Regions from separate parts of the Mus musculus genome. Here region 2 is linked to region 1. A link is a contact called in public HiChIP or PLAC-seq data. All regions are on one chromosome and are shown on one strand. Each heading gives the region's core, a stretch centred on a gene start, on an enhancer-like site or on the middle of the called end of the contact. The rest is flanking DNA. Distances are from core to core; before and after follow the strand shown. Region 1 overlaps Usp29 (ubiquitin specific peptidase 29). Region 2 overlaps Usp29 (ubiquitin specific peptidase 29).

Evidence for each region. HiChIP or PLAC-seq counts read pairs in DNA pulled down with a chosen protein or histone mark.
Region 2: a contact with region 1 is called in an H3K27ac HiChIP or PLAC-seq map of extraembryonic endoderm stem cells. The contact joins two enhancer-like sites. A contact is called at or near these places in 11 of 484 Hi-C or Micro-C datasets (cerebral cortex, embryonic fibroblasts, embryonic stem cells and 4 more) and 15 of 115 datasets of contacts at active chromatin or transcription factors (craniofacial prominence, embryonic basal ganglia, embryonic forebrain and 9 more).

Annotation. Positions count from the first base shown.
Region 1 is chr7:6,749,111-6,756,314 of GRCm38.p6, reverse strand. All of the region lies in intron 2 of Usp29 (ubiquitin specific peptidase 29), which reads right to left. Among named protein-coding and RNA genes, the nearest start is that of Usp29, 22 kb to the right of the region's middle. Within about 2 kb of position 4,489, at least 12 of the 459 cell types and tissues checked have an H3K27ac peak or open chromatin away from gene starts, as enhancers often do. A contact at or near this core is called in extraembryonic endoderm stem cells, where this site is marked.
Region 2 is chr7:6,913,784-6,920,987 of GRCm38.p6, reverse strand. All of the region lies in intron 2 of Usp29 (ubiquitin specific peptidase 29), which reads right to left. Among named protein-coding and RNA genes, the nearest start is that of Zim3, 59 kb to the left of the region's middle. Within about 2 kb of position 2,772, at least 46 of the 459 cell types and tissues checked have an H3K27ac peak or open chromatin away from gene starts, as enhancers often do. A contact at or near this core is called in extraembryonic endoderm stem cells, where this site is marked.

The DNA.
Region 1 (7,204 bases), core at 3,240-5,739:
AAGGGGAGGAGTGATGAGATCAATTGTGTTGTTTTTTTTTTTGTTTTTGGTTTTTTTTTTTTTTGTTTTTCGAGACAGGGTTTCTTTGTGTAGTCCTGACTGTCCTGGAACTCACTTTGTAGACCAGGCTGGCCTCGAACTCAGAAATCCACCTGCCTCTGCCTCCCAAGTGCTGGGATTAAAGGCATGTGCCACCACGCCCGGCTCTAATTGTGTTTTTTACCAGAAATTAAGATATCAGACTTATCCATGTGGAGACCCCAAGAGCTAGCGGAAATAATACTTAGGAAGTCAGAAGAGAGTGGGTTTCAAGATTGGTTCAGAAGCCACATGGGAAGCCTGTAGGTATTGGCACATGCCTTTAATCCCAGCACTCTGGAGGCAGAGCCAGGCAGAACTCTTGAGTTAGAAGTTCCAGGACAGCCAGGGCTACATGGAGAAACCCTGTCTCAAAAAAGCAAAAAAAGAGAAACCACGTGGAAGATTCTGATTCCTTCTCCTGAAAGGGATCCAATACAAAAACAGTTTTGATGACCCTCAAAACTAAGGCTCTTAAAACCTTCCAGGGACCACAGGAGGAGGTAACTTGGTAGAAGAACCAAGGACTACTGGAGGAGGTCGCTTGGTAGCTTGACCAGCATGGAGGAGGTCCTAGGTCAATTTCTGGTAACAGACACAAATAAGTAAAAAAATAAAACCTTACCAAACCAGAAAAACTTGTCTAAGATCAAAGATGTGACCCTGATCAGTTTACTATTTCACAATTCCCTCCTCTAAGTCTTGTCCAAATGACAAATTCTTAAGAAGACCAGACAGATGATCTAGCTGACATGGAGCAAGAAGGAATGTCCATAGAGCAAAGACTAACAGTGCAAGAGACAAGACTTTGACTTTGTTGTGACCACAATAGTTATCTACCTGGATGGATATTCATCCCTCTAGCAGGGAGAGAATATACCACTTGTGAATGGATTGGTGAGCTCAGAAAAGCAAGAACACCATGCAACAAAGCATTATGCTGATCATTTTATCAATGTTTCTAAAGAGGCAAGGAATTGGCAAACTATGACCCATGAGTCAAAATGTGTTCATAGTCTGTTCTTGCAGGATCCACAAGCCATGATTTTCTTGTTTGTCTGTTTGTTTTTGAGATAGGGTCTCTGAGATAGTCAGAGTGGGCATGGCTTAAGAATGGAGTAACCAGGGTCTAGAGATGGCTCAGTAGTTAAGAGCACTTGTTCTCAGAGAGGAACTGGGATCAGTTTCCAGCACCCACATGGCAGCTCACAACTATCTGCAACTCTAGTTCCAAGGGAGTCAACACCTTCTGGCTTCTGAAGCCATACATGTGTTATACACATATGCAGGCAAATAGTCATATTCATAAAATTATTTTTAAAATCTTTAAAAAAAAAATGGAGTGACCAGGTCAAATTTGAGCCATTTTCTTCAAGATGGCTCTTGTCACATGACCCAGAAGGAAAGGAAGCAGTCCTAGGCAGAATACTGCAATAACAGAAATTGTGTGTGTCTGTGTGTGTGTGTGAGAAGGGGGTGGGGGGGAGACAAGAGACTGAGACAGAGACAGAGAGGGGTGTATGTGTGAGTGTGGGCATGTGCCCGGTGCCTTTGTAGAGACTGAAGAACAACTTTTGTTCTGGTCTATCCTTTCCACCTCATTTTTGAGGAAGATCCTCTTTTGTTTTTGTTTTGTACTATGTTGCATGCTGCATACTTAATGTTAGCTGTCCAGCAAGCTTCCAGGAGAGTCTCTTATTTCTGTTCCTCATCTTGACAAAAGGAATACTGGGATTACAGATGTACAGATTTTTTTTTTTTTTTTTTTTTAAGCATTCTGGTATTGAGTTCTGGTCATCAGACTTGAATGGCCAGGGCCTTTTACCTACAGATCCATCTTGCTAGGCCCGGACAGATTATATTTATGACTATTAATTATACTGACTATATGTCTGGAGTTTTTATTTACTTCAGTTAATAAATTCTTCTTTTTATTGAGGCCAAATTGAAGTTAAAAATCTTGCTTTAGATCCCAGGTCATTTATGTATTTTCCTCTTTTTTTCCCTGGTGACAGTAAATTCTATGAGACAGATGGGAAATATATTTTGTTCACTGGTATAGTCTCCTTGCCTAAAACCATGTCTGACATTGCAAACATTGCTCAAACATTGTATGTGAGTGGTTTTATTATTCATTTGGTACTGGTCTCACCCCAATCCCAGCAGTCTCATTTCCATGCAATACAATGTTTGGCTTCATTTTAACTCGTTTCTACATGCCCCAGACCCTAGTATATATTTCATATGTAATAGCTCCCTTGTACCATAAGAAATAAGAGACTAGATGCCACATCTGTTTTAATCCTGTGGACCCAGCATGGCCTAGCATACAAAACCCCATTCCCTAATCCTCATTGGTAGAATGGTAGACTAAATGGATTGATAAATGGTAAACTGGAGTGAAGTTAATGCCACTGTGGTTGGTAGAAGCTTCTGGAATGAGAATCTGTGACTGTATAGGGTCTACAAATAGTAGCCAACTTTCTCCAGATCTGGAGAGAGCAACAGAATTCTTGCATAAGCTAACAGTGAGTTAGTCAGGGATTCAGGGAGCCCTCCCTTCCCCCACCAATTTAGGTTGTCTCCAATTGTTCTGGCTTAGACCCTTTCAAGAGCTGTTAGCTGTTGTTAGCCACAGAGTCAGGTTCACTCTATTACCATGGAAACTGCAGCTGGAGTGGGAAAGGAAGGGATTGAAATTTTCCAGCTCTTCGACAGGCTGGGAGGAGGTAGGAGGTGGGAGAGGAATCTGACCAGCATACCGTCCTCGTCATCTTCTCGGGTCTCAAATAAACTTAACATTCAATGTTTAATGAAGGTATGAGACCAGAAGTCATTCATGTGCACATTTTCTCTCTCTGTCTCTGTCTCTCTTACACACACACACACACACACACACACACACACACAAAATTAAAAGAAAAAAATTAAAACAGGATGTAGTTCCAAGCAGCCCAAGCTTATAAATTGCTGGGCGTTTTGTTTTGTTTGTTTGTTTGTTTGTTTGTTTGCTTGCTTGCTTTTGGTCAGGCCCAGTTTCTGAGCTCCCTTGTAACTGTGTGGTTGTTTGGAGGCGCATGTTTATCCATTCCCTTGCAATACAGCTTTCTTTTCTCCTCCAGTTCTTTTTCTAAAAGTATTAAGGCCGTCTTCTCTCTCAGACTTAACAGTTGCATTGCTGTATTAGAGTGCTAGACAAAGTACAGGACAGCCAGCAGATCCAAATTGGACATCATTCTTGTGTGTGTGTGTGTGTGTGTGTGTGTGTGTGTGTGTGTGACTGTTTATGCAAAATTCAAATTTAGCTGGGCTAGTCTGTGTTTCTTTTGTAATTTCTTAAATCTGGATGCCCTAGCTCTCACACTACTTTTTTGCTGCTTTGCAGCAGAGGCAACATTGGTTTTATCAACTCCTCTATAAGACCGTTCACCATCCAGTAGAACAGTAGACCACCGAGTCTCAACCTTCCTGATGCTGCCACGCTTTGATATAGCTCCTCATGTTGTAGTGACCCCCCACACACCATAAAATTAACTGTAATTTTGCTACTGTTATAAGTCATAATGTCATAAGCCTTTGGAGATAGAGGCTTGCCATAGTGGTCAAGACCCACAGGTTGACAACTGCTGACGTGGACTCAGGCCTTAGTCACTGGGAGAATAGTTATTGACTGGGTTACAGATACGGTTCAGTTGACAGAGTGCTTTCCTAGAATGAATAAAATCCCGAGTTGGACCCCCAAGACTCAGGATGAGCAGGTAAGATGATCAGAGGTTCAAAATCATCTTGGCTATCATAGCTAGTTTGAGGCTTGCCTAGACTTCATTAGATTTTGTCTTTTAAAAGAAGAAATGGATGGTCGGTGGTACTCACCATTAATCCCAGCATTATTTTAATCTTAGGAACTACAGATGAAATGCTAACATTATTACTCTGTACAAAACACATGAAATACTAACACGCTGAACAAATAATAGCATGAGATTAAAAATTAAGTTACTAACACATTTCATTTAAGATTCACTATGTAGTCAGGTGATGATGGTGCACACCTTTAATCCCAGCACTCAGAAGGCAGATCTTTGAGTTTGAGGTCAGCCTGGTCTATAAAGTGAATTTCAGCACAGCTAGAAATACACAGAGAAACCCTGTCAAAACAAAACAAAACAAAACAAAAACAAAAAACAAAAACAAAACAAAACAAAAAAACCCCACAAAATAAATAAATAAATAAAGTAAAATGAAAGAAAGAAAACAGAGAAAAAACCCATGTCACTGAACACCTATTCCCTCAGATCCTTGGGTATAATACATAGAGGCCGTCAGAGGAATTGGTGAGGAGCCTATAGCTAAGGGCATGTGCAAAGACCGGCAGCCTGACTTGGAAGTAGACGGGAAAGCTGGGTCAAGAGACATGCGCAGAGCAGAGTAACTGAGAAACTTCAGCTCATAGGCTTCCAAGCAGGGAGATACCTCATGTGGCTGCCCTCAGCAGCCCATTGGGAGGCAAGGATTCAGTTGATGACAGCACAGCCCAAGTTCCCTAAAGGTTAAAAGATCCTAGATCCAAAGAGTAAAGAACAGAGAAAGCCCAGGCAGGGCCTTCTCCTGGGGTACCCCCACCCACGCCACGCCAAGTACCTTTGCGCTACAACTGCTGTGTTCTCTCTCAGAACTTGGCGTTCCTAATTAGCATCGACCAGAGGAGGAGAAGACCCTAAGAGGCTTAGCGAGGGGTCTGAGGATTCTTTGCCAAGGTAACTGACCTTTAAAGCTTTATTGAGATTTGATTCACGGAAGTCAAAACTGCACCAAGCATACAACTCAGTGTTAATGCTTCAAGGAAATTTATAAAGTGGTAGTTCCTTGCTCTCGACCTCTTTCCGGATCAGCTGTGGGTCATCGCCAGCATTTGCTCTCAGAACACCTCCACCCACCCCTCACAGGAAAAAAAAAATCCCCTTTCTACCAGCCCGTTTGTGTGGGTTGTGACTCCCAGCCGCAGGGAAGCCTCCATCCGTTTGTCTTTAGGCTTTCCATTCCCAGCATCTCATAGAAGTGTAATCTTCGCTATTTACCATCCCTTCTTTTAACTAATCAAGGTTGCAGTTTTATCAGGAGTTTGGTATCCCTCTTAAATGGTTTGAGAAGCTCAGAACTGCACTGCAGGGGATTCAGGTGAGTTGTGGGGAATACTGAGTGTGACTAGAGAACGGAGGGCTGTCCCCACCCCCCACCCCCAGTCTACTCCCAACCCCATCCTCAAGTGTGGCTTCTTTGGCCAATTTCTCTTTACCCTGGATTGAACACGTTTGTTATTTTTTATTTTACTGTCGGGAAGACTGTTAAGGATGCTCTCTTAGTTCTCTGCCTGGCTTGGCTTTAGATCTAGGCCCTCTCCCTTGCTAGTAAAGCAACTCTCGTGTCTTAGTTCTCGGGGAACAGCGGTTTCTGGATTAAACGAAGAGAAAGTGACTGCATAGATTCAGCCATGTGGCTGAAAACATTTCCTCTCCGTTTCCTGCGGGGATTCTTGCTTCCATCTGTGCATTCATCCACCTATCAACCTCTTCATGAACTCACAAATAAAATAAAATTTAAAACCAAACCAAAACAAAAAACAGGCTGGATGTGATGGAAAATGCTCCTAGTCCCTGCACTTGCTAACAAAGGCAGAAAGTTCTCTATTAGTTTGAGACCAGCTTGGTCTACACAGAGACTTCTATGCCAGTCAGGGCTATATAGGAGACCCTGTCTCAAAAACAAACAAACAAAAAGAAAAGGTAAAATCCTCACCAAGGCTCCATGGCTTCAAAATGGCAATTTTAACTGTATAGAAGTCTAGTGAGATATAGAAAGTTTGGAACGGAGCAAGTTTTTGAGTGGTTATATTAATCTAGCTGTGGGATAGTTTTACTTATGAGCTCACTATCTTAAAAGTATAACCTTTCTGTTAATTTTTGTGTGTGCATGTGTGTGGGTACATGCCTACCACAACATGTAAATAGAGGCAGGAGGACAACTTTCAGGGATTTCTTTCTTCTTCCATTGTATGGGGACCAGGGGATCAAACTCAGGTCGCTAGACTTAGCAGCAAATTCTATTACCCACAGATCTATCTCATCTACCCATTTAGACAGGGTCCCTAGGCCAGGGTGCCCTCCTTCCCCCATCTAGCTAGGCAAGTGTGACCCTTACGTAGCCGTCTCCATTTTGTGCTGTGCTGGAATCACAGGCCTACACTGCTATGTTTGGTTGTACGTAGTGATGAGGATCGAACCCAGGGCTTTGAACATGTTAGACAAACATTTTACCAACAGATCTATACCCCTAGCTAGGATCCTGTGTTTGGGAAGAAAAAAGAAATGGTGGTATTACATTTTGTTAATAAGCTCACTTTAAAACAAACAAACAAACAAACAAAAAAACCAGTCCAGGTCAATTTGTAATACAAAATTATTTGCTCACTTGCAGTTGATGGAAATTTAATCCTCCATCCCCCAAGATTATTTTCATAATTTTGGTACTTAATGTTTTTCTAATAACAGCTGTTCAACTCTGGAAATGAGGTGTTTGCTTTGTGCATGCAGGTTTACTTGATATAATCAAATGCTAGAGCATAAAGAGCGTACATAGTCTGTGGAGGTAGAAACATGGGTTAGAGTCCCAACTTCTCTTCTTTTTCTTAACCTTTTGAGGCCCACCCGGGGTTCATCCACAGAAGTGGGTAACAATGGCAGGCTACCTTCCCTGGCTGTCAGGGGGATTAGCTAGAAATGTCTGACTGAGCTCAGCACCTGGCAGTGGAGGGGACATTGCGCAACTGTCAGCTGTTGTTATTTTCATTATGCTGAGTTCCTTCCAATTAAAATCACTCGGGGATCATAAACCGCTGTGAACCAGTTAATTAAAACGAACTGGGAAGAACTCCACTGGTTTCTAGGCCTTGGCACGCTTTGTGGGACGGATGAGTTATCTGTTCCTTGAAAGTTGGAAGGAAGTTTCTGCTCCTACTAAAGTCACCATTTCCAGGCATGCCTTTTCCTCCCTTTTGAGGGGTGGGGTGGGGAGATACTTATTAAAATAGTCCCCTGACATTTAAATTCGAGTTTTAAATTTTAATCCT
Region 2 (7,204 bases), core at 1,523-4,022, 170 kb before region 1:
GAATTCAGAATTCAAGCAGAGTCCCTGTGAAGAGGGGAAGAGAAATCCAGGCTGGTGTGAGGAGCTTACTGGGTGAGGAGCTTGCCCCTGTGTTCTCAGACATATGGAAGAGCAAAGCGAACATCTTCAGCTCAGATGTCCGTGATGCCCCGAAAGGTGCATGCACATTATACAAAGACTCAGCATGCCCATAAAAGACATTTTCAATATCTATGTATGTGCATGTGTGCATGCTTGCAAACACCACGGCGCAGGCTCAGAATACACAGGAGAGCTTCTAGGTGTTAGTTTTCTCCTTCCACCATGTGGGTCCTGAAATCTTACTTAGATTAGCAGGCTTGGCAGCAAGTGTTTTCATCAACAGACCCATCTGGCCTCCCACTCCTCATTTTTCTTTCTTTTTTGAGGCAAGTCTCAATAGCTCAGGCTGGCTTCAGACATGCTAGATAGCTGAGGATAACTGTGAACTCCCGATCAACCTGCTTCTGCTTGGCTGGTGTTTGGATCACAGGTACTCACTACCGTTCAGGGTTTACGTAGTGTTAGGACTGAGCCCAGATCTCATGCCTGCTCTCACAGTATTATTGATCTTTATGTGTGGTTTTGTGTGGTCGCCTCATCTGAGAAGCAAGCATCTTTAATGAGGCATTGTGGGATTTCCTTTCACCTATACTGTGTTCCTGTTCTTGTGACAATACCAGCAGCAAAGAGTAAGTGCAAAATTAATATATTAATTTAACCAGGCCAGAGTGATGGCTTGGCCAGTAAAGACATTTGCCACCAAGGCTGACAGGCTGAGTTTGATTGCTTTAACCCACATGGATTGTAGAAGGAGAGAGAGAACTGACTCAAACAGTTGTCTTCTGACTCTCATATGCTTGCAATATATATATACTAATATAACTATCTACACCAGGTATAGCGGCCCATTACTGTAATCCTAGAACATGGAAATTCAGAGCAGGAAGATTGTCATACATTTGAGGTCAGTCTGGTCTATATAACAAGATCCTATCTCAGCAACAAGAATGGACTTATCTTTGTTAATCATTCATAATCTTTGAGTGTGAGGGACAGATAAATGGCTTAATCATGAATGAATAAAAAGAAGAACAAATAGCAATCACATTGCTGGTTCTTTGGGCCAGCTTGAGATTTCTGCCTGGGATGACAGAGACCAACACAGACCTGTACTCTCCCTGCCTTTCTGCAGAGGCCTTGTCTGGTGATGCATTTTAATTACATAAAAGTCTAAGGGCTGGAGTGTCAGGCTCTGTCTCCTTCTGATCTCTCATCTGGCCATATCTGTTTCTATGGAAACCACAGCAGACTGAGAAGAGAAGGTGGCTGCCACAAGACCAGGGAGAGGGGCAGAACCTGGAGTATTATAGGCTCTGGACTCAGGCTTATAGACACACAGGTGTATGTGTGGTGTGTGTGTGTGTGTGTGTGTGTGTGTGTGCGTATGTGTGTGTGGTGAAGTGGGTGTGATGTGTATGTGGGTATGTGTGTATGGGGGTATGTGTGTGTCTGTGGTGTGTGGTGTGGTATGTGTGGTGTGTGTGTGTATGGTGTGTGATATGTGTGTAGTGTGTGTGTATGTGGTGTGGTGTGTGTAGTGTGTGTGGTGTGTGGTATGTGTATGGTATGTGTGTGTGGTATATGGTGTGTGTGTGGGTGTGTGGTGTATGGTGTGTGTGGGAGGGTGTGTGTGTGTGGTGTGGTGTGTGTGTGTAGTATATGGTATGTATGTGGGGTGTGTATGTGTGGTATATGGTATGTGGTGTGTGTGGTGTGTGTGTGTGTGTGTGATGTGGTGTATGTGTGTGTGTTTGGTGTATGGTGTGTGTGTGTGTGTGTGTGTGTGTGTGTGTGTGTGTGTGTGTGTGCACATAGGCTCAAAGTGCCAACCTGGATTCACAGTGGAGATTCTGCAAAGGTTTAAGAGTACTGAAGCAAGTGTCCATTGACCAGAGGCTTGTGTCCCTCAGAACTTCTCATCTATTATGTAGAAAAGTCTCGAGGTCAGTGAGGCACTGGACGCGCCCAAATAAAGATGTCTAGCACATGGCTGCAGCCTAGCTGATTATGGTAGCCTCTAACCTGTCCTCATCCAGACTCACCATGGAAGTTGCTACTTGCTAAATATGTGGATCCCGTGGATCCCGGGTTACACCTCAGTAACATGTGCCTGGGGCCAGCAAGAGGGCTCAGCACATCAAGGCACTTGCCACCAAGCCTGATAGCCCGAGTTCAATCCCCAGATTGGAAGAAGAGAACCAATTCCTGCAAGTTGTCCCTTGAGTTCCACATGTATATTATGTGTGAACACACACACACACACACACACACACACACACACACACACGGCACATAGTAGGTCTTCCATATAGATAGCCTTGATGGAAAGGAAAAAAGGAAAGGGATGGAGGAAGAGAAAAGATTGGTGCTGCGGAGCCGCAGTGGGCTGGTGGCTTCCTATGAGCTTTAAGTTGTTACACTGTGGAGCAAGCTGCCAGTAGAGGGCACCCGCGATCATTCTTCAGTCTGCAAACTGGAAAGGAATGGATGGACAGAGACAGAAGCAAAGAACTTTATGGCTGAAGATTGTGTCCTTTTCCCGTGGAAGAGGAGAGGGGGACAGCCACGGGATCTAATCGTTTGTGTGTTGTGTCTTGTTTTCTTGGGGAGACCGTAGTAAAGGTCCACACACTCGCAGACTTCAGTGTAAACCTCTTTCCCCTCTGCCCAGGTCCTCCAGCATCCTGACTCCCAGCTGTCTGCTGTTTACAAGGGAGGCTTGGGGTACCATACGATGTCTGTGGGCCTCCAGAGTCACTCAGTGTCAACCGCAGCCAGAGCCACCTTGCTTTGACATAAGTCTGAACTGCTTGTTGTCAACTGGGGCTTCCTTCCACACTCAGGGTAAAATCCAAGCTGCTAAGAGGGGGCAGAGGGGAAAGAGGTTTACACTGAGGCCTTGGGTATGCCTCTAAATCCTGCCTTTATCAAACTACAGGCTCCGTTTCCAGCTTCTCAGCCTCCCCCCCAACTCTGGGGTTATTAAGATCAATCTGAGTGTTCCAGAATCTCACATACTGAAGACTCAATGCCTGTGCCTCCGAATGCTTTTGGAAAAGGGATATTGATCGATTGATTGATTGATTGATTTATATGAAAATGTTGGAGCCCATATGTGCCTTGGTGCACATTTGAAAGTCAGAGGACAGTTTGAGGGAGTCGGTTCTTTTCTTCCACAATGTGGGTTCTGGAGATCAAACTCAGGTGGACAGGCTTGGTGGCAAGTGCCTTTCTTTTTGGCCCATATTTATTCTCAAGACAGGGTCTTGTTATGTAGCCTGGTGTGGCTTTGACATCACAGCAATTCTCTGGTTTCAAGCTCCTGAGAGCTAGAATGACAGGCACGGCCACCATCGGTGTCACGCGCAGCTATAAACAGCCATCCTTTTATTTTTGCTATGCAGGAGACAGAGCCTAGGGCCTCCCTCACTGGTGGATTCCAGACATTCTGTGTCTCCAACCCTGGAGACAGGGTCTTTAACACAAACAAACATACACTTATTTATTTATTTATTTATGTGTCCCTGCGTGTGTGTTGCTTCGTGAATGACGCTGTAAATGTGGAGGTCAGAGGTCGGCTTACAGGAGTTAGTTCTCTCCTAACATATGGGTCCTGGGTCACTGAACTTGGGACATCAAACTTGGCACAAGGGGCTTTGTCTGCTGAGCTATCTTGGCAGCCCCGAGATAGAGTTGTAATAGATGTGATTAAGGCAAAATGAGAGGGGCTGGCCATCCATGTTTATAGCAAGGTTATTCACAAATAGCCAAATTACAAGAGTAATTTAGATGCCCATCAACCGACGAAAGGATAAAGAGAATGTAATAGGCAGCAGCATGTTCCCCCCCTACCCCCCCAGTGGTGCATTATTCAGGCATAAAGCATAAAATTATGTCATTTTCAGGAAAATCGATGGAGATCATTACGTTAAACAAAGAAGCCCCACTCAGAAAGACAAGTATTACGCGTTCTGTCTCAGACGCAGAACCTAAATCTTATCATATCTACAACGTGAGAACAAACAGGACAATGGAGGAAAGAAAGAGGCCACCAGGAGCAGTGAGAAAGGACGGGGACCGTGCAGAGGATCACGAGAAGCACACAATGACCCGTATATGGAAATGCTGTGCTGAAACCTGTTGCTTTTTTTGTCTTGTTATGTTGAGGCAGGGTTTCTCAGTAGGTAAGCTGCCTTGAAACTCACTCTGCAGACCAGGCTGGCCCCGAACTTAGAGGTCCACCTGCCTCTGCCTCCCGAGTGCTGGGACTAAAAGTGTGCGCCACCACCAATTGGCTGATACCTTTTTTTTTTTTTTTTTTTTGACTTTTTTTTTTTTTTTTTTTTTTGAGATATGACCTCACTTTGCAGCCCAACTGTCCTGAGCTGTATAATCCAAAACGCCCTTGAACCCATAACCATCTTTCTTTCTTCAGCATCCTGAGTTCAGAAATTACCAGGCATGAGTCACTACTTGAAATTTATTATTTCCTATGTCAAGTTAAAAAACAAAAACTTCAAGCTGGAGAGATGGGCCTGTGGGTAAGAGAGGGCGCCTGCTGCTCTTGCAGAGGACCCAACTACAGTTCCCAGCATCTATGTCAGTGGCTCAAAACAGCCTGTAACCCCAGCTCCAGCAGATCTGGAACCATTAGTATGTCTTTTTTCCAGATTGGGAAACTGAGGCATGGATTAAAACAAAACAAAACAAAACAAAACAAAACAAAACAAAAACAAAACCTACTGTTGCAAGGCTGTAGAGATGGCCCCATCAGTAGATGTCTGCCTTGCATGTGTAGGGCCAGACTCTTATTGAGTTTTGAGGAGCCAGACCCAGGTCCTCAGACTTGGACAGCAGGCGCTTTACCTACTGAGTGAGCTATTGCCCCAGGCCTCCGTTTCTTTGAATTCTAAACACCAAATGCTGCTCTTGGCTGTGAAGGTTCCCAGAACTAGATCAGAGCCTGATGGATGAACAGTAGGCAGACGCTCAGAGTGTAGCCATAATTAATGTCTGTTTTTTGTTGATGCAACTGTAAGAGACATTAGTAGTGGTGACTACTTTTTGAGTGTGAACTGCCTGGGCTCAAACACCAATTCTACGCAGGAGCTTTATCTTTAAGGGATGGACGTTATAAGTTTCAGATTCAGTGACCCTGTTTATCTCTGTACACACACACACACACACACACACACACACAGAGAGAGAGAGAGAGAGAGAGAGAGAGAGAGAGAGAGAGAGAGAGAGAGAGAGAGAGCAAAAGCACCGTGGGGTGCATGATGGTTTAAATTACTGTTATTGAGACGCGCAGTTGATCACTGTGTACAGGGAAGATACATTTGGCTATTTTCTATACTCTGTCCTCAGACTTCAATGGCAACGTCTTCCACCTCACAGATCAAGGCCAAAGCCATCTTTCTAAACTGTGGACACAACCACCTTATTCTATTTTTTTTAATTAAAATTAAAAATTTTTCATTCTACGTGTGGATGGGTGTTTTGTCTGCATGTGTGTCTGTGCACCACACATGTGCCTGGGTGCTCTTAGAGGTTGGAAGAGGGTGTCAGGTCCCTTGGATTGAAGTGACAAGTAGTTGGTGCGGGGAAAGTGGACCTGGGTTCTCTGGACGAGCAGCCAATGTTCTCAAGTACTGAGTCACTGTGGTGAATGTATAGCGGTCAAAGGATTATTGTTTGGAGTTAATTCTCTCTCTCTTCTCACCATAAAAGTCCTGGATGTACAACTCAGTTCATCGGTCTTGGGGGCTTTTATTGCTCAGTCACTTTTCATGCCTATTTTGCTGTTTAATTTATTGATTCTGTTTTTATATTTTTATGTACAGGGTGTGTGTGTCTGCCTGCCTGCCTGCCTGTCTGTCTGTCTATGTGTGAATGCACATGTTCCATGGCATGTATGAAGAGATCAGAGGACACTTGTTTTGTCTTTAATATATATTTTTCCTATTCTTTCCAGGGGGCGGGCAGATTTTGTACAACATGTTTTGCTCGTATCACCTTCTCCCCCAACTCCTCCCACATCCAGGCTCCTTCCCTGTCCATTCAACTTTGTGTCTTGTTTGTTTGCTTGCTTGCTTGTTTTAAAGTCCATCAAGTCCATTTTGCACTGCCCAAATATTCTTGGAGAGAGGAGGTAGGCATGGAGTCCTCCCACCCTTAGCTGAAGGGCTATTGGCAGTTAATTAATCGTTGCTGGGAGAGAAGGGGCCAGTTTTCTCTATGAGCATAGCCCTGGGAAGCCGACCACATTCCAGTGGAAGGCCACAAAAGGCCTCAAAATTTTGAGGAGTCAGTTCTCTCCTTCCACTGTGAAACCCAGGGATCAAACCCAGGTCATAGGCTTGCATGGCAAACATTTTACCTCAGAGCCATCTTACTGGGCCATGTTTCCTTATTACAACCCCCTCACTGTCTTCTAGAAAGTTGAAAGATGTAAATCTCGCTACATTCCCATCACACCCGGAGCTATGAATGCTTATCAGCTTCGTGCAAAGAAAATGAAATATTGATAAACTTGTGATTACATCTCCGGCTCCTGCGGCTGCAGGCTTCCTCCCGTGAGGAGTAGTGCTTGTGGATATATCTTCCTTTGGGGAAGTGTTTTTATTACATAGTAATTGTGGGTGATGACTGTGACATCTCAGAAGTCACCAGACGTACATTCTGAGCAGGCTGCCGAGAGGAATCTTCACACAGCAATTCCCAAACCAGCATTTGTTGATTATGAGCGCAGCCTACGTGTAATTGGTTTTTTTGTACTCTGTCTCTTTGGGTATATCCAGAGCTGTCAACGTTGTGATTTCTCTGGAGACACAGACAACAAACATGTTCCTCATCTTTTGAAACAAACAAGTTTCTATAGTGCAAACCGTGGAGATCACATTTCCCAGGGGCGGACATACCTAAACCATTTGTCACTGGATCGGCTTTCCCTGCAGCTAATCCCCCCTCAACAGCTGTGTTGGCCGCTGCGGTATGTCAAACTGCTTCTGACCCGCCCGGGGCTTCTGCTGGCAGGCAGGCAGCAGGGGACAGAACTGGCCGCCCTGCCCAGCGGCAGCAGCTGCAGACCTGTTGGTGACAGGAAAGCTGTTGATCGATCATC